3 separate regions of the Mus musculus genome follow, and all the other regions are linked to region 1. A link is a contact called in public HiChIP or PLAC-seq and promoter capture Hi-C data. All regions are on one chromosome and are shown on one strand. Each heading gives the region's core, a stretch centred on a gene start, on an enhancer-like site or on the middle of the called end of the contact. The rest is flanking DNA. Distances are from core to core; before and after follow the strand shown. Region 1 holds the start of Snorc (secondary ossification center associated regulator of chondrocyte maturation). Region 2 has its middle 6.1 kb from the start of Hjurp. Region 3 holds the start of Nppc (natriuretic peptide type C).

Region 1 (3,763 bases), core at 637-3,136:
AGTGGCTGTGGCCACCAGCTGAGGCGGGAAGGGTGGCAGGCTGGAGTACCCCAGGAGTACCCCATCTCCTCTTTCCTGCTATGAGACTGCAGCCCAGGAGAGACAGGGCCACAGACCTCGTACACACCTGTGCAGACCTATGCGTCCATGGCTAGTTCTGAGAACCTCCTATCTCCCCACTCCCAGAATAGCCAGAACCCCAAAACCCAAGGTGGGATTTGCATGCTCATGCCTGCTGTGGGCCCGCCTGTTCCTAGGGGAGAAGGAAGTCGTGGAAAAAGAGGGAGGTGAGGTCAGGCGAGGTCTTGGCTATTCCCAAAGCTTCTGTGGGAACAGAAAGCCCACCCACTAGAGTTGTGTATGTATAATCTGACCGGGGCTCTGGCTAGAGGCTTAGGTTGGAAGAAACCTAACAGAAACCTGGACAGGAGCCACTAGGAAGGCTCCAGCTGCAGGGTCCTGCCAGGCAACAGCCTCACTGTGGCAGGAAGCGGTGTGGGTCTCAGCTCCAAGTCCTAGGCAATAGAAAATGCCTCCTCCCACTGTAAGTCCTAACTCAGGGGTACTTCAGGCTACATTACCGAGCACAGCTCCCACTCCAGAAGCTGGGTGTGTCCCAACATATGAGAAGAGATGGTTCTCCCCAAAATCCATTCGGGCTTTGAACCCTGCTCACACTCTGAACACTGAGTGTTGACTGGACATTTGGCCATCCTCAGAGCCCTGCATTGAGCCCTGGTGAGGCCTTAGCATCCCACTATGAGGGAGGCAGCGTAGTGGGTGCCACCTTCTACAGATTAGGAAATGGCCAAGAGAGGTATGAGCCAGGCTGGGCAGAGTCAGGTCTTTAGCTATTTCCTGGGGTGTTGAGGGGAGGTAGAACGGCCCACAGACCACCGTCACCATCCTGGGGTGTGGCCGCGAGTTCCGAGGCTATGCTTCTACCACAGAGGTGACTTCTTTCCTTTGTAGACACACAGACACCCCTAAAGTTCAGGCAGCAATGTTGTAAGACAACCAGGGAACCCAGAGGCCTTTCTGCAGACTACTGAACAACTGCGCGAGATTTATTTTCTCATAATCAAAGCCTATCTGTGCCTATGTCCCTGCTCTGAAGCAGACCCAGAGCAGGCCTGCCATGCAGTGTTTTTTTCAGACCCCAGAGAGGCCACCTAGGGCTCAGTCCAGTTTCCTCACTATCCTGCAAAAGACTCTAAGAAATATTTATCTCTATGGGGACAGCACCTAGGTCGTAAGTCAGAAGGAAAGGGTTTGCAGAATTTAAAGGAATCATGAGTCTCTGGGTTTTCTGCCCAGAGGGTCTCTGGCCTTTAGCCCTTTGCCTTATGTCTGATGAGTCCTCCAGCCTCCCAGGTCCAGAAGTCTCCAGGTGTTCTAGCGGCAAAGTATTACCCCAAGAACATCAGACAGCCAAATGTACCAGACCCTGATACCCAAGTCTTTTTCAATGGCCACCCATCCTGCTGCTAACATACATCATCTTACTCGGTTTCTACCAGCCAGCATTGTGGGAGTCTCCCAGAATCACCACAGCTGGGAATCCCACCTTGTGTGAGGGGCTTGTACCCCATAGGTACTGGAGGATCTGGTCCCAGTGGTAGTTATTGGCCCTGAGAAGTTGGTAGCAGCAGAGCTGAGGGCCTGCGCCCCTTACCTGTGAGCACCGCAGGGGCCAGGACCCCAGAGATGAGCAGCAGCGCCACGCGCAGGGCCAGACAAGATGCCATCCTGGCAGGGAGTGAGCAGTCTTATGGGACACAGAGGACTAGGCGGCTGGGCTCAGGCAGCGGGAAAGAGGCTTCAAAGAGCTGGGAAGGGTTTTCATCAATGCAAACTCTGTCCTCCTGGGACACCGTGCCCGCCCCTCACACATGCACGCGCATGCACACACACACACACACACACACACACACACACACAGAGAGAGAGAGAGAGAGAGAGAGAGAGAGAGAGAGAGAGAGAGAGAGAGAGAGAGCGCACTCAGACAGACCTGCAGTCCTGAACTACCAAACAGCCCCACCCTGGAGAGGAGAGGAGAGGAGAGGAGAGGAGAGGAGAGGAGAGGAGAGGAGAGGAGAGGAGAGGAGAGGAGAGGAGAGGAGAGGAGAGGAGAGGAGAGGAGAGGAGAGGAGAGGAGAGGAGAGGAGAGGAGAGAAAAGGGGAGAGAAAGGGAGAGAAGGGGAGGGGAGGGGAGGGGAGGGGAGGGGAGAGAGAGGGTTCCTTTCCTCTCTCTCTGTCTCTGCCCTGCTCCCCTCCTCTTTCTCTTCTCTGTCTCTCTGTCTCTGTCTCTCTGTCTCACTCTCTCTGTCTCTCTCTCTCTCTCTCTCTCTCTCTCTCTCTCTCTCACACACACACACACACACACACACACATATTCCTGGACTAGTGAAAGTACAAACTTTCCCAGCCTCCCAAGACAGGAGCCTCACCCAGGCACAACAAATGCCTTGAGCCACTGTGCTCAGGACTCTGGGAGACCCTGCTCAGGACCCTTCCACTGGCCCTTACTAAAGCTAAGGTTGTGAGGCATTTTCTATTAAAGCCCCTTGGCCAGCCGCTCTAGGCCCCTTCCAGGAAGGTCTCAATGCACAAGTCCTTCTCCCTGGCTCCCTTGTTCTTGTAGGCACTCTCCACTAATCCAGAGACTCAGTTTCACCTTTAAGCCTGGGCTTGGCTCAGAGTTCAGCTCACTACCTTCCCAACAGGTCTGACCAAGCACATTGGCCTCCTCAGCCTCTGCCTACACCCACAGATGGACTTCAACACACGCGCGCACACACACACACACACACACACACACACACACACACACACACAGGTGTGCTCACCCTGCAAGTTCCCCAAGTCTCTTAAGCCCCTGAGGCTCTGCTACTTCATAGTTTTCCAAACAAAAAGGCAAATTCCCTAGCCAGTCTTCCCTCTGCTTTCCTGCTCTCTCCCTATGTTCCAGCTGCTGGCCCCAACAATAGGGCTCCTGCAGGATACTAGCGTGGCTCCTGCCCCAGGGCCTTTGCACTCTATCTTCTTCCCTAGAAAGTAGTAGCTACACTCATCATCATGTTTCTCCAGGTCTGAGCTTGGTCAGTCAGCCTGTGTCCTGTCGTTGGGTCACTTTAAGGTTCTTCACAGCACTTACATTTTTATGAATTTTCATATCGCTCCCCCTTGTGTGTTCATTTTCAGAAGAGAAGCATGCACACGAGGTGCATGAATCAACCTTTCGTTGCTGTGACAAAGTGCCAGAGATGACTTTTTAAAAGAGTTTACTCTGGCTCATGGCTGCAGGTTTTATGGTCCTGGTCAACTTGTCCTGTTGCTTGAGCCTACGGAGAGGCAGAGCATCACAGTGGTGGCAGGGAACAGGGGAGGCTGCGGTTCTCACAGCAGAGGAAGAAAGGCAGGGAGACACACCTGGCTGGGGACAAGACACACTTTGAAAAGCATGCTGAGGTCTACTCCCAACCAGGTTCTGCTTCCTTCAGCTGTGAACCCATCGATGAAACAGCTAAGTCACTAATGAAGTTACCACACACATAATGCAATCTTTTCTCAATAGTGCCACCAGCTGGAGACTATACCTTCAACACACGAGCCTTTTGGGATGACACTTCATATCCAAATCATAAAAAAAAAAAATGTGCAGAAATTTTGTGTACAGGTCAGCGAACTCTTGTATCCATGTACATGTGTGTAATCTCTGCCCCCATCAGCCAAAACCACGCTCGGCATGCCAGCATGGCTC
Region 2 (3,763 bases), core at 366-2,865, 810 kb before region 1:
AGGCTAGAGAGATGGGTCAGTGGTTAAGAGGCACTGCTCTTGAAGAGGATCCAGTTCTGTCCCCATCACCCACACTGGGCTGTCTCAGTCACAAGCACTTGTAACTCCAGTTCCGGGGGACCTCATGCCTCTGGCCTCCACAGGTCAGGTGCATAGACGCACAGAGAGACACACATATTCACATAATTAAAACTAGAAATATGAACATCTTGAAACTTGAAACATTCCCGCGATCCTTTAAAGCATCCGTGAGGGAGAAGCCCTTGGCGTGTGGAAAGCAGCCCTGGCTGCTGAGGTGACAATGACGCCGTCAGTCATGCAGCTCCATTGGGGGTTGCTTCCACGGAAGAGATCCCCTGGCCCAAGAGGATGGAGCCAGGAGACTGGTCCTCGCAGGTGTCCAGAGACCTGCCATCTTGGTCTAAAGCCAACCCTGAGGCAGCTCACTTAGATCTAGAGCCCCCTAGTGGCCTGGCACTGAGTGAGCAGCAGCCCAGTGCCAGTTTCAACCATTCCTCCCCAACCCTCACCCTGAACTCCCAAATAAATGGCTTTTGTTAAATTCAATCTCAGAGACTCACTCTTCCCAGGGAAATCAGCCTAAGATGACAGCACATTTCTAACACAGCATACAGTGGGCCTCCATGTGTACAGGCAAAGATAAGAGAGAGAGTATGCTCATCCCAGAGTGTGAAGGGCTCATCCCAAGCAGGCCATACCCACTTCTGCGGAACTGTGTCAATGTCTGCTTCATGACCGTCATGCCGACTTTTCAGAGATGTTTTCTCTGACCTTCTGCAACCATAAAGATGACAAAGACACTCATGACACTGATCCTGACGGAGCCCTCTCAGCTGTGGCACTGTCCGTTGCTCTGTCCCCTTCAGCCAAGAGGGAAAGGGACATATGCTTACTCCTATGCTCCATGGCCACAAGCTTCAAGGGCTGTGTGTGACTATAGCAGTTAAGACCGTTCTGGATTCCACCCTTCTCACTTCCAGGATGGTAGAATGGTAGACAAGATCCGTGCAGGTGAGTAGTGCTGAGGTCTCATGGTCTGGCACAGCCATGGGCTCACCTCTGAACCTATCAGCTCTATGATCCTCCATAAACAATGGAGCAAAGTCTCCTGCTGCCACCTGCTCTCTGCAGCAATGGGATAGCTCACCCTAGTCGACCAGATGCTGATTTCACAACTGAACTCTCTGTGACCTTATCAGACACGGTGTGACCTCTCCCTATGATGTGCATTCGATTAGAGGCTGAGAAACATCCTAACAGGTATATAACACTCCCCCACCACCACCACATAAATGGGACTCAGAACTGCGTCTCTGTTTTCAACAGATGAGCTCCTCGTGGGAACGCAACCCAAGGGGGGTGATGTGGAAATTTCCTCACCCCGATTCTCAAAGCTGTCTGAAAGGTTCGTAAGAGCCTCACACTCCAGTAAAAAGGAGAGCTGCAACATTCAAGAATCGTACCCTGTTCTGGTCATTTCAAGGTTGTGGCAAAGAAGTGTGATGTTGTCAGACCCCTCTGGGGCAAAGTGGTCCATTAGGCCTTGTGGGTAACACGGTAGGTGTGCAGTAATAGCCGAACAAGGACACAGAAAGCAGGCACTGGAAATGCAAGTGTTCTGTCCTCCAAAAAGCAGAAGGGAAAGTAATTTAGCTGGGGCCCTGTGCCACAGACATTTAAAAATCTTTGCCCTCAGATTTGCATTAATAACCATTCGGTCTCCATTTGCTGTTTTGGAAACTGGAAAGCTAGACCCAAGAGTTATTCTCTGAAATAAGTTAGTAGCTCTTTTGGACCTCAGAAAAGAATGCATTTCAGATGGAAAGTTTAAAAGGTACCTACAGACTCCTCTCTTCCTCCCTGCAAACCGGCTTGACACATGCCTTCCTGTCCATCCCACGACAATCATTGCAGTGTGGCTGAGAATCAGCCTCTCCCTGGTGCCTGTTCTCAAGCCCCATGCCTGCAGAGTTAGGGAGTCAACATTCCTTAGGAACCAGCTTGCTGGTACCAAGCACTGTCTCAATGGTGCGATCTCCATCACTCTACAAAGGCAATAGTATCCCCGTTTTACGAATGGCATCACTGAGACTCAGACACATTGCCCAGAGTAGCCTGGGTTACAGATTGCGGAATTGGGATCTCAACACAAGTCACCTCCCTCCTTTAGTGAGACAATGAAAAGATCAATAGATCCAAAGCCCTTAGCACATTCTACTCAGTGGGCATGTTACTGTTATTACTAAATGGAAGTAAATTGCCTTTGGAGCCACCAGTCAATCCCATCATATTATCCAAGACAAAACATGTAATAAGAGCATCATGAGACTCACTGATAACTCTGAGGGTTGCTCAGAATGGACGCCATGGTTTGCATCTGGAATGTTCTTCAAAAGTCCATATGAAAGGGGTTGGGGACCTTGAGCCCAGGCATAATGACCAGAATCCTACTTAAACTTGCTGCACAATGCTGTAGGTTGGGAGAGCAAACCTAGTCTAAAACTCTCACATTGCGATTCAGCACACAGAGAGTAACCAAGCAGGTAGTTCCATAAGTCGGATAACAATGAAGCATTAAAGCAATCGTGAATAAAGTCAGCGCCAAACGTGAAAGTCAAACCTTGTAAACGTAAGCCTGTAAACAGATCTAGGAGTGGATGCTGCAGAAGCATAAAGCAGGAAGCAGAAAGTACTAGATGATCTAACCTATACAATGAAAGGGAGGGAGCATGGAATTCCAACTCTGACAAATACAGAGTTGCCTGCCTCCTGGCATCTCCCCCCCCCCCCCCTTCCCAGCTTCCCCACACTTCCCTCCTCACCTACCTTCCCCACTCTCCCCTTCCCCCTCCCCCTCCCCCTACTTTCCCCCACTTCCCCCTCTCCCACCTTTCTTTATCCTTCCTCTTTCCCACTCCCCCTACCTTCCCCCCTCCTGCCCTCTTAATGCAGCAACTGACCAGGGAAAAACCTGCACCATCAAGACTAATGACTAACACCACCTTTTCTACATCTTACGTCATAAGGGAAAAAAATCCACTTTGCATAATTCTCATTCTTTTTTTTTAATAACTATAAGGCACACTCCCAGCAGAAAAGAGAATTTCATTCTGAGAAGAAAGATGAGAATCAAATCCTCTATGTTCCATTTTATACTTCTTATAATCGAAGGAACGTTCTATAGTCCAGTTTCAAGGCATGCTCCCCACCTCTCCTCCCCTAAATATTCAGATCAAAAGCAATATGTGTCCCCTTGCTACCCTGAGTGAACTTAGGCAGTGGGTAATAGCGATGTTCCTAGATGACCTTCCTAGAGTGGAGTCACTAACAAAAATATAAATGTACATAGGAATGACTATACTATGCCACACACCCACTTTGGGCAGACTAGATCTCCTCTTGGCCCTATTTTCCTTGGAACTCAAACAGTGGTTATAACTAACCAAAGGCCATCCAATACCTAGTGACAGAACGAAATTACAAGGTAAAGAGTTGGCTGTCTTTGCTGGTCACAGGTAGAACATTTTACTACCAAGATGTTCATGACATTAGGGGTCAAGTCAACACACTACAGAGCAGCCACACAAAGAGAGACTCTGAAATGTAAACCTTACTGTTTTTGTAGAAATTCAATCTTCAGCTACTTTTTCCATTTAAGAATGAGAATGGCCACCAGGCATGGTGGCGCATGCCTTTAAGCTCAGCACTTGGGAGACAGAGGCAGGCAAATTTCTGAGTTTGA
Region 3 (3,763 bases), core at 714-3,213, 800 kb after region 1:
CTGCACCACACACACACACACACACACACACACACGAATGCACGCGCACACACACACACACACACAAATAAATAAATAGATAGATAGATAGATAGATAGATAGATAAATTTTTCCTTGAAGAGATGTCGATTGTAGTACAGATGTAGTCATCCCCCACAAGACCATGGGTATCATCAGTTTTACAAAGCCTCAAACCTCCTGAAGAAGACCTAGTTACCAGCCCATTACCAAGACAGGATAAAAGAAAACCATCTGTAGTCCTTTAGAAAGTAGCTATCAAGACTGAACAGTCCCAACTTATCCTTAATAAGGGGCCTTATAAGACACTGCTGCGGTCTCAAAGCTTGGATGGTACTCTCCTGCCCCTTAGGCGAAAGACACTCCATGAAGCAGCTGAAGGCCTCACCCTCATCTCCTTTCTCCTCTCTCTCTCCCTCTCAAGCACAACACGGTTGTCGTTTCGTATGTAGTAACACAGAAAGGCCATGGAGGGAGGAGCTGAATGGAGATGAGCCACCAACCTTCCAGAACTGACAAAGGACTTGAAACTGATGTCTAGATCTTTCTTTGGGCAATATGCTGACTCAAATCAAACCTCACCTGTGAGTCATTTCCCAAACGAAAGGCTGGAAGGAGCTTGTGGTCCTCATTTGGAGTCTTTGGGTTGCATGCTAGGAAAGGACGAGGAAGTAGACGGCACACTCAGTACACTCTTGCTTCCTCTGTATCCTCCAGAAGCATTGGGTCCTCTAGACCCATGTCCATCCCAGCAGTCTTCCCACTACCCTCTCTTCCCACTTCCCTTTCTCTGTAAGAAGCTAACTGGCTCCTGCTTCTCGTCCTCTCTCCCAGGCTCTTTGCTCCATGAGACCACAGGGACCCTGCCAACATTCATTTCCCTCGCTCAAGCCTGCATCCTGCTCAGGAGAAGGGACACAAACTCTTGCACATCACTCCATTCTTGAAACTACAAGTTCTCTCGTGGCTCTAAATTGCAGAGCTCCCTAGAGTCCGATGGACCAAGATTCCAGGTCAAGGCGAGGAATTGTGTGCAGCAGAAATAAGTGGCCCGGTCCCTATAGCCAGAAGGCAACTACAACCCCAAACTCAATGGCGATGGCCTATTGAGGCTTGGAGCTGGTTAAAACCCAGTACTGCCCATAGTTTCTTAGGGTATTCAGGACACTAAAGTGGACATCTCCACCTTCAGGAAGGGCCAGTACATCACTGAAGGAAAGCTACCTGCCTCCTAACCTCCCAACACACACACACACACACACACACACACACACACACACACACACACACACAAACTCCTGGCTCACACTCGTGGGTTGATGACATCCTCTCACTCGTGGGTATCCGAGACTTACAAGTCTCCTTTGCAGCTACAACATTCAAGCTCTCCCTCCACTTCCCACTGGGATCTACTAACCCCATCCTCTGCCGCCCCCATGTTTGAGCGTGTAGACATGGTCAGCCCTTCCACCCTGGCTAGCGCGTGGCAGCATTTGTGAAGAGTTTGGAAACAGAGCGATCTGTGTAGATTTTGGGCCGCACCAACTTTCAACCTGTGTAACTTTGCATAAAGGACATTTCTTCTAAGCCTTTGCACCTGCAGAAGGAGTACAGACACGTATCAGGAGCAGCAGATACACAGCGCAGGGACGCCTAGAAGCCTGAGTACTAGGGCGAAGCGCATTCTACAAATGGAGTTCTTTTCTGCGCGCCGCTTTGTGGCTTTGAGCGCAGCGAGCCGAGCCGCCGGCTCCTTCGGAGGTGGGATGTGGGTTGGAGCAGAAGAGGGAGCCCCCGTGGCCCCCTCCCGGCCCCCTCCCGGCCCCCTCCGGGCCGTCGATTCGGCCGCGTGCGCTGTGCCATTGGCCCTGGAGGCCCGGTGGGCGGGAAGATGACATCAGCGGCAGGTTGGATTATAAAGGCTCCAGCGGAGCCACGGACTCAGAGCGCACCCAGCCGGCGCCGCACAGCAGTAGGACCTGTGCTCGCTTGGCAATCCTGCTCCGCATCCGCCTATCCGACTGCTCACCGGCAGTCCCGGCTGCAGACCGTCTGCACACCTCGGTCCCATCGGCACCATGCACCTCTCCCAGCTGATCGCCTGCGCCCTGCTGCTCGCGCTACTCTCGCTCCGGCCCTCTGAAGCCAAGCCCGGGACACCACCGAAGGTGGGTGCTGTCGCGGGGACGCTGGGCTTGTGAGGGGCGTGGAAAGATGTGGTGCGCAGGAGGGAGCAGAGAACCCGGAAAGGCAGACCCCCTCGGACTTGCTCCCTCAAAGCGGGGACTTCTCGGGTTCATTTCCCAGCCTCGGGAGAATGTCGACACATGCACACCTCCCGTGCCCCAATGTGCCCAGCATGACCTGCGGCACGGGAAGAGCAATGGGCTCCCCGGAGGAGCAGGCAAGAAGGCTGCGTGGCAGGTGGATGCTGGACTCAGCTGTCCCGCATCGGTGGAGGCACGCTCATGGCTGAGAAGGGCCACGCCACTCTGGGCCCCGTAAAAGTCATCTATGCTACATCGGTGCACTCTTTCACCTGTCCACTCTTTTCTCCGACAGGTCCCGAGAACCCCGCCAGGGGAGGAGCTGGCGGATTCCCAGGCAGCTGGTGGCAATCAGAAAAAGGGTGACAAGACTCCAGGCAGCGGGGGAGCCAATCTCAAGGGAGACCGATCGCGACTGCTCCGGGACCTGCGTGTGGACACCAAGTCCCGGGCTGCTTGGGCCCGCCTTCTGCACGAGCACCCCAACGCGCGCAAATACAAAGGCGGCAACAAGAAGGGCTTGTCCAAAGGCTGCTTTGGCCTCAAGCTGGACCGGATCGGCTCCATGAGCGGTCTGGGATGTTAGTGCAGCTACCCCTGGCGGCGGTAAGTAACACCATCGGACGCTCCCCGCTCGCCTAGCTCTGCACCCAAGAGAGCCAAGCTCTTATCACTGTCCTTCGCAGACTGTTTGGTTTCCTCCCTGATCCCTATGTTCTGTGACCTTCCCCCAACCAATTTAGGCATGGGATCAAGTGTACCCAGACATTTGCCTGCCACCTCACATATCCCATTTTACAGATTTAAAAAACAACAACAACAAAAAAGTGAACACGGGCCAGGTCAGAGACCAGGTTCAGCCTTAGAGTACTCCATCTGGCTTCCTCTAGAAAAATAGAGACAGGCTTATGCAGTCCCAGCCTCCAAACCCACCACTGACCACTGGCCAGCTAGCCAACTGGAAACTTGTTAGAGAGATCCTGGAAAGAGGGAGAGAAAGATGTACCACCAGCCCTGTGCCAGCAGCCAAGCAGTCAAGTGCTAGGATGCCTTTCTGGGGCTGTTGTCCCTCAGGTGAGGCAGGCATGCAGATATGCCTGCCCCCTCCTAGTAGAGAGAACCTCTGTGGCAGCAGCAGGGCACTCTTCTGCCTGGGGCATTCTGAATCTTAGCCCTGCTCTCAACTCAACTGTGGGCAAACTGGTCTATCCAGGGTCCTGATGCTGCTGCCCTGGGGCTTCCGAGATGAACCTTAGGCTGGTGACCCTGTTTCAAGAGAGAGGCAAAGGAACAAGCTAAAGCTTATTTCGTGACCTAACCTCAAACTCAGTGTGTCCACAGTGAGTTCTTTACCAGCCTTGTGGTGCTCTGAACTATTTCTGGCCTCCTTCCCCTCCATGGAGACGGGAAGCCTCCATCTTCCCAGCATCCTCATAAGCTGCTGGGTCCTTCCTGACTTCCTTCTGCTCTCTATCCC

The links. Promoter capture Hi-C pulls out the DNA fragments that hold promoters and counts their contacts. HiChIP or PLAC-seq counts read pairs in DNA pulled down with a chosen protein or histone mark.
Region 2: an H3K27ac HiChIP or PLAC-seq map of bone marrow-derived dendritic cells shows a contact between it and region 1, with 6 times the contacts expected there. The contact joins the enhancer-like site here to the promoter of Snorc in region 1. A contact is called at or near these places in 6 of 39 promoter capture datasets (the 3T3-L1 cell line, 3T3-L1-derived adipocytes, the C10 cell line and 3 more), 1 of 484 Hi-C or Micro-C datasets (the HPC-7 cell line) and 2 of 115 datasets of contacts at active chromatin or transcription factors (bone marrow-derived dendritic cells and extraembryonic endoderm stem cells).
Region 3: a promoter capture Hi-C map of embryonic stem cells shows a contact between it and region 1, with 5 times the contacts expected there. The contact joins the promoter of Nppc here to the promoter of Snorc in region 1. A contact is called at or near these places in 7 of 39 promoter capture datasets (embryonic stem cells, hematopoietic stem and progenitor cells, hippocampal neurons and 2 more).

Annotation. Positions count from the first base shown.
Region 1 is chr1:87,468,324-87,472,086 of GRCm38.p6, reverse strand. It overlaps Snorc (secondary ossification center associated regulator of chondrocyte maturation), which reads right to left and starts at 1,886. Exons shown (of 3, transcript NM_028473.2): 1 at 1,676-1,886. The coding sequence starts at 1,748.
Region 2 is chr1:88,281,788-88,285,550 of GRCm38.p6, reverse strand. No RefSeq gene overlaps it. Among named protein-coding and RNA genes, the nearest start is that of Hjurp, 6.1 kb to the right of the region's middle. Within about 2 kb of position 1,615, at least 18 of the 459 cell types and tissues checked have an H3K27ac peak or open chromatin away from gene starts, as enhancers often do. A contact at or near this core is called in bone marrow-derived dendritic cells, where this site is marked.
Region 3 is chr1:86,668,773-86,672,535 of GRCm38.p6, reverse strand. Nppc (natriuretic peptide type C) reads left to right here and starts at 1,963. Exons shown (of 3, transcript NM_010933.5): 1 at 1,963-2,187; 2 at 2,582-2,892. The coding sequence starts at 2,098. The coding sequence ends at 2,872.